3 separate regions of the Sus scrofa genome follow, and regions 1 and 2 are each linked to region 3. The links are chromatin contacts, called in public targeted proximity ligation maps. All regions are on one chromosome and are shown on one strand. The core of a region is the stretch at or near the end of the contact, and the rest is flanking DNA. Distances in the headings are between cores, read along the strand shown.

The links.
Region 1: a targeted proximity ligation map of skeletal muscle shows a contact between it and region 3. A contact is called at or near these places in 1 of 47 Hi-C or Micro-C datasets (embryonic fibroblasts) and 2 of 2 datasets of targeted methods (alveolar macrophages and skeletal muscle).
Region 2: a contact with region 3 is called in a targeted proximity ligation map of alveolar macrophages. A contact is called at or near these places in 3 of 47 Hi-C or Micro-C datasets (embryonic fibroblasts and heart right ventricle) and 2 of 2 datasets of targeted methods (alveolar macrophages and skeletal muscle).

The regions. Positions count from the first base shown.
Region 1 is chr5:7,808,830-7,812,792 of Sscrofa11.1, forward strand. The region is part of intron 2 of MKL1 (MKL/myocardin-like protein 1); the gene reads left to right. Among named protein-coding and RNA genes, the nearest start is that of MKL1, 59 kb to the left of the region's middle.
Region 2 is chr5:7,787,176-7,790,981 of Sscrofa11.1, forward strand. The region is part of intron 2 of MKL1 (MKL/myocardin-like protein 1); the gene reads left to right. Among named protein-coding and RNA genes, the nearest start is that of MKL1, 38 kb to the left of the region's middle.
Region 3 is chr5:7,895,305-7,899,280 of Sscrofa11.1, forward strand. All of the region lies in intron 4 of MKL1 (MKL/myocardin-like protein 1), which reads left to right. Among named protein-coding and RNA genes, the nearest start is that of SGSM3, 120 kb to the right of the region's middle.

The sequences.
Region 1 (3,963 bases), core at 1,057-3,556, 86 kb before region 3:
TGGCTCAGTGGTAACGAATCTGAGTGGTATCTATGAGGACGTGGGTTTGATCCCTGGCCTTGGTCAGTGGGTTAAAGATCTGGCGTTGTTGTGAGCTGTGGCGGTGAGCTGCAGTGTAGGTTGCAGATGAGGATCAGATCCTGAGTTGCTGTGGCTTTCGCCGGCAGCTGCAGCTCTGATTCGACCCCTGGCCCAGGAATTTACATATGCTGAGGGTGCAGCCTTAAAAAGACCAAAAACAACAACAAAACCCCAAAAAACCCCACAGTTCATTCATTTAATTGAGAATTGTTTTCCTCCTCCATTTTCTGATATCAGAGTCAAACCTTTTGTACTGATTTTCTTCTTTTTTCCCCTTCCATTTCTTTCTTTCTTTTTTTTTTTTTTTGGGTTACCTTTTAATTTTTGCATCTCTTTCCCCCCAAATTAAAATGAGACACTTGGAGTTCCCGTTGTGGCACAGTGGTTGACGGGTCTGACTAGGAACCATGAGGTTGCGGGTTTGGTCCCTGCCCTTGCTCAGTGGGTTGAGGATCCGGCGTTGCCATGAGCTATGGTGTAGGTTGCAGATCCTGCGTTGCTGTGGCTCTGGCGTAGGCCGGGGGCTACAGCTCTGATTCGACCCCTAACCTGGGAACCTCCATGTGCCGCGGGAGCGGCCCAAAGAAATAGCAAAAAGACAAAAAAAAAAAAAAAAAAAGGCACTTATGTATTTTTTTCAGAAGAAATATTTGTTTGAAAGACCCTGAATTCTGTGAAATTGCCCCCCCATGGGAAGTTTATATTTTAGAAGAAAAGGATAATGTCATTTTAGATTATAAAAATTATTCCCATTCCCTATGGAACATAAGACAGGCTTTTTTGTTGTTGTTGTCTTTTTAGGGCTGCACCCGCAACATATGGAAGTTCCCAGACTAGGGGTTGAATTGGAGCTGTAGCTACTGGCTTACACCACAGCCACAGCAACTGGGGATCTGAGCCATGTTTGTGGCCCACACCACAGCTCATGGCAATGCCACATCCTCAACCCACTGAGTGAATTCAGGGATTGAACCTGCATCCTCATGGATACTAATCAGGTTCGTTAACCGCTGAGCCATGATGGGAACTCCAAGACAAACTTTTTAAAACAATTTCCAGCAAAGATTCCATATAAGCAGGTTTTGAGCCAAAAGCATTGACAATAACTGCTTTAATCTACTACTGCCCAAGTTTGTTTGTTTTTTGAGGGGTACACCCACAGCATGTGTCACAGCTGTAACCAGAGCCACAGCAGTGACAACACCGATCCTTAGCCCACTGAACCACCAGGGAAGTCCTGCCTAAGGTTTTAAAGGATAGCATTTCCAAATCTTCAGGACACACACATCTACTTTTTAAATTCTTTTCAGTTGGGGGAAGGGTATAAGTATTTAAAATTTTCTGTTGTAATTTCTAAAACATTTTCTATCTTAATAAAAGTGTGTTTAGTAGTATGTAGTAGAATAAATACATTGGTCTAGTAATCAGATTCTGGTCGTAGTCTTCCTGTTATCAAGTCATTGAACCCTTTCTGCACTGGTTTCCCAACTGAAATGGATGGGTGAGCTTCTGAGGTTTACTTACACAAATTTAATCATTCCAGGTTTTATTGGCATTTTTCTGAAGCTGATAAAAGACTAAAATTGGAATTCCCGTCATGGCTCAGTGGTTAATCTGACTAGGAACCATGAGGTTGCGGGTTCGATCCCTGGCCCTGCTCAGTGGTTAAGGATCCGTGAGCTGTGGTGTAGGTCACAGACGCAGCTCAGATCCCGTGTTGCTGTGGCTGTGGTGTAGGCCGGCGGCTCCAGCTCCGATTAGACCCCTAGCCTGGGAACCTCCATATGCTGTGGGTGTGGCCCTAGAAAAGGCAAAAAGACCAAAAAAAAAAAAAAAAAAAGACTAAAATAAACTTTGCTTATAGTACTATTCATATAAAAATATAATTTATTTCAATATAAAATACGTTAGGCTTGAATTCTCAAGAGATTTAGTCAGTGGATGACTAAAACAGCCTTTTTATGAGATGGTCTCATGTAGAAATCTGTTTCAAAATACATTCTCTGGCAACTTACAACTACAAAACCAGGATCTCATTTTAAGTGAGATTAATAATTGTAAGAAATTTGTCATTATCTTATATCCTGTTTCTATTCAGATGTTTTTAAATAGTAACTCAGCACTATTTAGGAGTTGACTTTTTCTGTTACGGCTTTCATTGCTTTAGTCACTCTCCCTTGACTAAGTTCCTTTTCCTGAGAATAAAGGATTGAGCTCATACCTTTGCATACCGATCTAGAGAGTATTTTAAGCTTGGCATGTTCAAACCTGGCTGACTTGATTAATATGTGGACAGACTAGCACATTAGAACATTTTTTAAGTTCCAAGCCACAAATTGTGCTTTAAATGAACATGGACATGTATACAATTAATACTTAAGCCTTGAATAGCACAGACATTCAAAGTGCCTGTTGCCCTGGGTGACTGCTTTTCAGCGAGGCTCCTGCTTGCCCTGCACATTTCTTCCAGTGCTTTAAGCTGAGCCAAGAGCAGAGTCAAGAGAGGGTTTGGTCCTTTTGCGCTCTGCTACTCTCTGTTTTTGGCAGAGAAAAAGGCTGCTGTTTTACTTCTTAAACTCCCACCATATGGAAAGTTTCTATAAATACACCTTGGATTTATGATTGGACTTCTATATTTGTAACTTCTATGATTTATGACTAAAGCCAGTATAAAGACATTTAAACATACATACTGCATACAAAGTTGTGGCATACTTTCAGTGAGAAAGCTCACCAGCCACAGTATCTAATGATCAGTTCATTTAATGTCTCCTGTCTTTGTTGGCATGGATGAGGTCCCTTTTTTTTTTTTTTGGCTGCACCCATAGCATGTGGAAGTTCTCAGGTCAGAGATTAAACCTGAGCCAAAGCAGTGGTAATGCTGGATCCTTAACTGCTAGGCCACTGGGGAGCTCCCACTTTGACTTTTTTTGTGCATGAATTGTTGGTATAATTATGTAGTAGACATATTCATGAAAATATAAAAATGCATTAGATTTTTGACAAGCTGAATTGTTTAAAGGTACTGAATGAGCTGACTTTTTAGAAGAGTCCTATCATTATTCTGTTTATAGATTTGAATCAGTCGGGCCAACAAGTGCATAATGGGCACCTGTTATGTGCCAGACACTGTGCTAGTCTTGGGGGATATAGAGTTGTATAAAAGATGTTTCCTGTTTGGACAAGTAAGAGGGAAAAAAGGAAGCCTGGGGACAGTACAGTGTTTTAACCATTCTAATGGAGAAGGAGACAAATGCCATGGGAGTGTGGCAGAGAGGACAGCAGACCAACTCTGAAGAATTGGAAAAGGTTATAGAAAAATAGTTCAGTTGAATCTTAATGGTAAAAAATTATTTATTACAGTGGCTATATTTTATTGAGTGCTCCTGTATACCAGGATAAATTAATAACCTACCAGGGAAAGGGAGGGGCATTTAAGGCAGTTGGAAAAGCAGTGGAGCTGTCAAAGATTGTGTGTCCTAGAAGTTTGAAGTTTGGTATAGCTACTGGATATGAGGAGATCATTGGCCAAGGCAAAGGCTAGTAGGACTGAATGGGATCCTATTATGGAGGACTTCAGATAGAGTCTGCCTGAGCCTGCTACCAAATTTTTTTTTTTTTTTTTTTTTTTTTTTTGGTCGTTTTGCCTTTTCTAGGGCTGCCCCCGCGGCATATGGAGGTTCCTAGGCTAGGGGTCTAATTGGAGCTGTTGCTACTGGCCTACGCCACAGCTGCAGCAACACCGGATCTGGGCCGTGTCTGCACCACAGCTCACGGCAACGCCAGATCCTTAACCCACTGAGCGAGGCCAGGGATTGAACCTGCAACCTCATGGTTCCTAGTCGTATTGGTTAACCACTGAGCCACGACGGGAGCTCCTCT
Region 2 (3,806 bases), core at 181-2,680, 110 kb before region 3:
TGGGTATGATCCCTCTTGGTGCAAAATTTCTTTCCGTCTGTGGACCTGGGAAACTAGACAGTAAGTTATGTGTTCCCAGCTTTTAGACATTCCCATTCCAAAAAGGAGAAAATGCAAGGAATAAGTGTGTCACTGGTCCCACCGATTTTAAAATTCAGCAGAAAATCTCTTAGGTTGCAAAGCCTAGGAGTAATCCTCTGTAGCTAGAGATGCCACCCTCTGGGACTCTGGCTTCGGGACCCAAGACTGTTCCTGGAATTATCTTCACTTTTTCTTGAAGGGTAGCACGTGGTTGCTGTGTGGTTTTATTAGTAGTTAAATTGCCTGTAGAATTTTGGTAGTCCAACAGGCTTCCTTTGCTTTGTTTTCTTTCTGTCCCTTTCAGGCCAAGCTGGCTGGCGTGTTTCTGCTTATGTAAGAGTCTCAGAAACCTTTTGAGTCTCCTATGTATGTATGTCTCAGGGATTTTTTTTTTTTTTTAAGCAGACATGAATGTCCTATATTGTTTATTAGGTAAGAATTTTTATGATTTTATGATTTTTATTTTTTCCATTATAGCTGATTTACAGTGTTCTGTCAATTTCTACCATACAGCTAAGTGACCCAGTCATACATATCTATATATATTCTTTTTTTCACATTATCCTCTATCATGTTCCATCACAAGTGAGTGGATACAGTTCCCTGTGCTATACAGTAGGATCTCATTGCTTATCCACTAGGTAAGAATTTTATAAACAGTACTTGTATCAGCAGTATCGGTGAAGTAGGAGACTATTGCATCTTCTTCAAGCTGTGTGGCGAGAACCACAAGTAGTGTGGTGGAACTTGAGGCCCTTCTCGAGGCCACAGCTCTTTCTGCCAGCAAGTCAGCCCTCGCATCTCCCTGTGCTTGTAGACTGGTTTGATGCTCCATTGGGTGTCAGGATTTCTTCTCATAGCTTTATGGAATGGATCAATGAGGATAACCTCAGAGAATTTGTACATAGAAGCTTCACCAACTCAGTAAGAATTTAGGACCTCGGCAGTAGACTCAAGGCTTCGGGCAGACTTCAGCTGGTTGACACCATGGGGTGGACAGGCTTGCCATGGTGGCACCCTTAGGCTTGCCATGGTGGCACATGAATCTGATGACCTTACCTGGCCTTGTACCCAGCCTGCGAGCCTTATCAGGCCAGTTGAGGTGGGGGGCCCTGTGAGACGCTGAGGGCTGGTGGGACTGCCGGCAGTGCACTGGAGGAGAAAGCCTCTTCCTCCATAGCTCCTGGAGGTACGCGTAGGCGCCCATCTCGGCTTACATGATGGCTGCCGCCAGATGGAAAGGGGTTCTTGTCATTAGACAGGAGGCTCCTCCGTAGATCTTCCCTGGATAATCGCCTGTCTCTTCCTAGCTTCCGCTTAGACGGTTGGTTGAGGGCCCCTGAGTTACATGTGTGATCTTTCAGCAGGAGTAAAATGTTGTCCAGCCACACTCTTGGCTTTCCTCGCCACAGCAGTGCTTTCTTACTAGCGTCTCCTAATTTTAGCATTTTTTGTGGTCTAGATAAGCTGAGAATTTCTCAAATCATCACATACTAGTTTCCTTTGTTTGACATTTAGCCCATCAATTTTTCTTTCCTCTTGCATTTTGCTGTAAGCAACCAGAAGAAACCAGCCTGCACCTTCAACTTGCTGCTTGAAAATCCCCTTAGCTAAATATCCAAGTTCTGCTTTTCACACAACTGTAGGACGAAATTCAGCTAAGTTTTTTTTTTTGCCATTGTCTGAAAAGGATCCCTTTTGCTCCAGTTCCTTTTTTTTTTTTTTTTTGTCTTTTTGCCCTTTCTAGTGCCACTCCCGCGGCACATGGAGGTTCCCAGGCTAGGGGTCTAATTGGAGCTATAGCCACTGGCCTACATCAGAGCCACAGCTATGCAGGATCTGAGCCGAGTCTGCAGTCTACACCACGGCTCATGGCAATGCCGGATCCTCAACCCACTGAGCAAGGCCAGGGATCGAACCTGCAACCTCATCATTCCTAGTTGGATTCGTTAACCACTGAGCCACAAGGGGAACTCCTTTCCTCCAGTTCCTAATAACATTCCTCATTTTCTTCTGAGACCTTACCAGAAGCACCTTTAGTGTTCGTGTTTTTTACGAGCCTTCTGTTTTTGATGACATTTATAGTCTCTAAAACAGTATAGGCTTTCTGTGTTGTGCTTCTCACTTCCCTCTGAGTTCTCACCAGAATCGCCTTCAGGGTCTCTATTTCTACCAACAGTTTGTTGAAGGCAGTCTAGGCTTTTGAAATTATGCTTCTCCGAATTATTTTTTTAAAGTATATAATGATTTTTATTTTTTTCATTATAGCTGGTTTACAGTGTTCTGTCAGTTTTCTCCTGTACAGCAAGGTGACCCAGTTACACATACATGTATAGATTCTTTTTTCTCACATTATCATGTTCCATCATAAGTGACTAGACATAGTTCCCAGTGCTACACAGCAGGACCTCATTGCTTATCCATTCCTGCGTCTCAGAATTCTTCCAGCCTCTACTCGTTATCTAATTTCAAAGCCATTTCCATGTTTAAAAGAATATGTTATAGCAGCAATCCCACTTCAAGATACCAAAATCTTTATCAGTCAGGGTTCAATCAGAGAAACAGAACAAGTAGGAGATTAAGGGACTTATTACAAGGATTTATTCTTTATCTGATTTGGGGTGGCGGGGGTGGGGGGGACGCTGGCTAGGCAACTGCAGCATCATAGGCTAGGCTGACAGAAAAGACAGTTTGGAACGCTCGGCGGCAGCGGCGGGAGTGGATGTTGGTATCCACAGGTGAAATTTCTTCTGGAAAATCTCAGTTCTGCTCTTAAGGCCTTTTAACTGATTAAACGAGGCCCACCCAGATCATCTGGGATAATCTTTACTTAAAGTCAATTGATTATGAATGTTAATCACATCTACAAAATACCTTCGCAGCAGCACTTAGATTAATGTTTGAATAACTGAGGACTATAGCCTAACCAAGTTGATGCACATTCAACTGACCATCATGCCATTCTTATTATTATCTCTTCCCTGTATTATTTCAATAGCTTCCTTTGAATTGGACTCCATACTTCTGCCTTTGATTTCTTATGAACTGCTCTCCACATGGGACTGAAGATCTTAGGATTTTTCTCTCTGGAGTCAATTTCATGATCTTCCACTCTCTCCCTTGCTTACTGTACAGTTGCTGGGTTTTTTTCTCTTTCTTTCTTCCTTTGCCAAACTCGTGGCATGTGGAAGTTCCTGGGCTAGGGATTGAACCCACACCACAGCAGGACCTGAGCCACAAAGGAACTCCAGGATTCCTTGTTGTTACTGGGTCATACCAGGTCTTTGTGTTTGCTGTTCCTTCTGCCTGAAATACTTTAATCTGTAGATTTTCACATGGTTTACTTCCTCATTTTTTTTTTTTTTTAGCTCTTTGCTCAGATGTCACAATATTAGACCATCATATGTAAAAAAGCCATGTGACTCCCCAATCCTAAGGCATATCCTTTTCCTCTTATCCTGCTTTCACCTTCTCCACAGGATTAATCACCTCTTGACATGTATTTGCTGTCTGAATCCTCTGACTAGATGGCAGTCTCTACAAGGGCAGGTACTTTGTTTTGTTTATTGTTGTATCCTCAGCACCAGCAGGACTTGGCACGTAGTAGGCGTTTAATAAATATTTTTTCAATGAATTAATAAATGAAAGAATGACATTTTCTTTCTTTTTTTTTTTTTTGTCTTTTTGCTATTTTTTTGGGCTGCTCCCGCGGCATATGGAGGTTC
Region 3 (3,976 bases), core at 902-3,401:
CTCATCCCAACTCTTGGCCTCATCTACCACGTACTCGGCATGTCTGCACCTACAGCTCTAGCCCGAGCATATTTCCCGAGCTCTGGCTTCATTTACTCTACCAGTTCCCCACCCCCCACCCCCCGACACCTAGATGGCTCACATGCACGTCAGGCTTCTGCGTATTTGAAGTTGATGTTACCATTCCCTGTGACAACCCCTGCACTCCCTAACTTGGTACCCGTTGCCTAACCAGAAAATTAGGAGTCATTCTCATTCCTCTTGGTCTGTATTCCTCACTTCTGTTTGGTCTCCAGGTTCTGTGGATTCTGCCTTTACTTTGAATTCTAATACTTTACCTCACTGCCCTAATCAGACTGTCCCAGTTTCTCAGCAGGGTTTAGGTGGCCTTCGTATTGGTCCCCCTGCCTGCAACCTGACTCTTCCCTAATCCGTCCTTCACACAGCTGCCAAGATACTTTTTCTAACTAGTCAATTCTGATCATTTTATGCTTCTCAGAATGCCTCAGTTTCTTATGGGGTAAATTTTATTTTATTTTATTTTTTTTATCTTCTTAGGGGCACAGTCTCAGCATATGGAGGTTCCTAGGCTAGGGATTGAATCGGAGCTGTAGCTGCCGGCCTACACCGCAGCTACATCAACGTGTTTTTTTAATTTTTTGTTTGTTTCTTATGGGGTAAATTTTAAACTATTTATTTTATTGTCTAGCTGGCCTCTAACTAATTATTTGGTCATCTCCTATCACTTCTAACTTCATTGTCTCCAGCAGTGCTGAACTACTTTTAGTTTCCAGAACATTCTGTGCTCTTAAAATTTCCTTTGCCTTGCATATAATCTTCCTTCTGCCTTGACCATTCCTCTCTTTGTTTGCCTGCCTACTAACTTCTGCTTTCAGGTTCCAGCTCCAGGGCTCCCTCTTCCGAGGTGCATTCTGTCTTTGATTCCAAATGGACTTAGATGCTCTTTCTCTACTTGAGGTAGATCACCAGAGGGCTAGTGCTATTACATTATTGTTCCAAGCAGGTCTCAGAAGTAGGCTTCTTTTTTTTTGTTTGTTTGTTTGTTTGTTTTTGTTTTTTCTTGGGCCGCTCCAGTGGCATATGGAGGTTCCCAGGCTAGGAGTCCAATCGGAGCTGTAGCCGCCGGCCTACGCCAGAGCCACAGCAACTCAAGATCTGAGCCTCGTCTGCAACCTACACCACAGCTCACGGCAACGCCGGATCGTTAACCCACTGAGCAAGGGCAGGGATAGAACCCGCAACCTCATGGTTCCTAGTCGGATTCGTTAACCACTGCACCACGACGGGAACTCCAGAAGTAAGCTTCTTGAATGCAGGGCTGGTGTCTTATTTCTCTTCTCCCAGTTCCTGGCGCACAGCAGGTACATAACAATTTTTATTTAAGGACTAAATGAATGAAAGCACCTTGAGAAGTAAAGCACTGTATAGATGTAGCAATATTAGCGTTTTCTTGTAAGCATTAGGCCCTTTTCAACTCTAGAGTTTGTGATCTATAAATCAGTTCTGAGGGAGTGGTTCTGATTTTATTTGACTCTTTTATCAGTCTGCAAATAGCCAGAGGTCCAAGAGCCTTCCTAGCCCCTCAGATGAGTTTGCCTTCTCTGTGATCAGCCTTATATACTCTTTCTCCAAGAAGTTAATTAAACGTACTTTTCTTTGGTTTTCCCAGACTTCCACCTAATACACGTTTTAATTCTTTATGATTTGCTCCATGTGACTCTATTTCCTTACACCACAACCACCAATTCAGTCACTTGGCACTTTGCTTTAGTTACTCTAGTTACCATATAGTAGCTGGAAACATACACATTATTAGTATTCTAGAGATTTTCTAAAGAACCTAGAGAATCATCTATCCATTTGGCTGGACTGCTCGTTCCATAGTTGCTTTATCTCCCGTTCTACAACTCTCATCCTGGTTCTGTGCTCCTACTGGGGGGCCTTAGCAGAGTAAACAGTATTTAGTTTAATTTCACTCGTATTTTATTTTTCAGGACTTGGCTCTTGTCTCTTGATTTACTGCACTGGGAAGAATAAGTTTTGATTTTTTTTTCTTTCTTGTTCCTCTCTCAGAGGGAGCCTGCGTCATTGAGAAATGTTTAACCTCATGGCCTTGCACTGGGGCTGGAAATTTGCCTAAGGGAACTTGAAGCTGGTAGTGTTATTACTCAGATTCCCCCTTATGGGGAGGGGGATTTCAGCAGGCGCTGCCAAAACAGAAAGATGTTGGAAAATTTTTTAGTAGCAAAGCTGTTGCCTTTAGGTTACTGAAAGTATTTGAAGAGTTTTCTGGAGAGAAGCTTAGGCATTTTGAAATCCCTCTGGGAAAAAGCTGTAGCTTCTACCAGGTATAAACAAAAATTCAGGCTGAGAAACTTTGCTTTTCATACGTGTGGTATGTTGTTGTAAGAAAACTTTGACCAGTTGGACGAGAAAGAGAAGCCGAAGAGAAAGAGTTTTAGGAGTTTAGGCTGAGGCAAATCTCCCTGGACTGTGGGAAGAATTTGGCTTTTTATCAATTCTGGGTTATCCTAAGAGTGGATCATCACAGGGGTTTTCTTTGGCAAACCCCTCTTTCAAATTCATATTGATATTGTCACTCTGTTCTATTTACAAAAGCACTTTGTTGATACAAACAAGATATTTGCCAAGTAAGAGTTAGAATAGATGATCTTTTGTGCCCAAACAATGATCTCCCTATTAGGAGAAGGTGTGAACCAGCAAATGTTTAGAATATGACTACCTCTGCTTTTTTTATCTTTGTGTCACAGATGAGGAAAAGTTATACAGTTGTTTGCCAGTATGGAATGATAAGCTGAGCAGGCCCTGGGCCCTAACAAGGGAAGAATTGTGTAGTTAGATCATTTGTGGCAGCTTTGTGACTTCCTGGAAAATTGGAAACAGGAGTTCCCGTCATGGTGCAGTGGAAACGAATCTAACTAGGAACCACGAGGTTGCGGGTTCGATCCCTGGCTTCGCTTAGTGAGTTAAGGATCCGGCGTTGCTGTGAGCTGTGGTGTAGATCGCAGACACGGCTCGGATATGGTATTGCTGTGGTGTAGGCAGGCAGCTGTAGCTCCGATTGGACCCCTAGCCTGGGAACCTCCATATGCCACAGTTGCGGCCCTAAAAAGCAAACGAAAAAAAGAAACTTGGAAACACCTCACACAGTACTTAATACAAATATTGGCATTCCTGCTCACTCTAAAAGATAGTTGGACTCATCCCACAGGTTGTCTTCCTGTGCACTGGCTTATCTGTTAACAAGGATTATTGGAGATTGATAATATGTGTGGCTGGTGAAACTTCTCTTTTTATCAGCAAGTATTTATTTGTTACTGATTATATACTTAACACCCTGGTAGCTACTCTGGGGGATTCCTGAGAAGTAGAAGGGATGATTCTGAGACTCGAGAAATGTGTGTTCTTGCTGGAGACACAGTGGTTATAGAGGATTATAAAATCCTAAGGGGGGAAAAAGACAGGAAGTCAGGAAAACGTCAGTGTGGAGGTAAGAGTAGAGCTGGGCCTTAGAGGAAAAGTGCTGTTAGGATAGACAAGAGGAGTCGGGGAGGGCGAGTCAGGTCTCCTGGTGTTCAGGTAGGAAATATCCTAAGGCAAGATCTGGAAACTAGACGAGGCTGGTATGGAGGGAAGAAAAAGGTTTTCACTTGGATTAGAATAGGGGTATCGGATAGTTGGAAGAGAAGATTGTGTTGAATAAAGGAGCTGGGTGTTTGAAGACGCTGAGTATTAAATTGGAGAGTTTGGCCTTAATCAGATAGTGGGGAGTCACACTAAGCTCTTGAGTAATTATTTATCAGTCCATTTTTTAGTAAGTATTTTTAATTGAAAATTTTATTGACACAGTTACAGGTTCACAGGCAGTTGTAAGAAATGCGTATAGATATTATATGCAATAACTACTTTTGAAGTGCTCAGATTATGAAAGTCA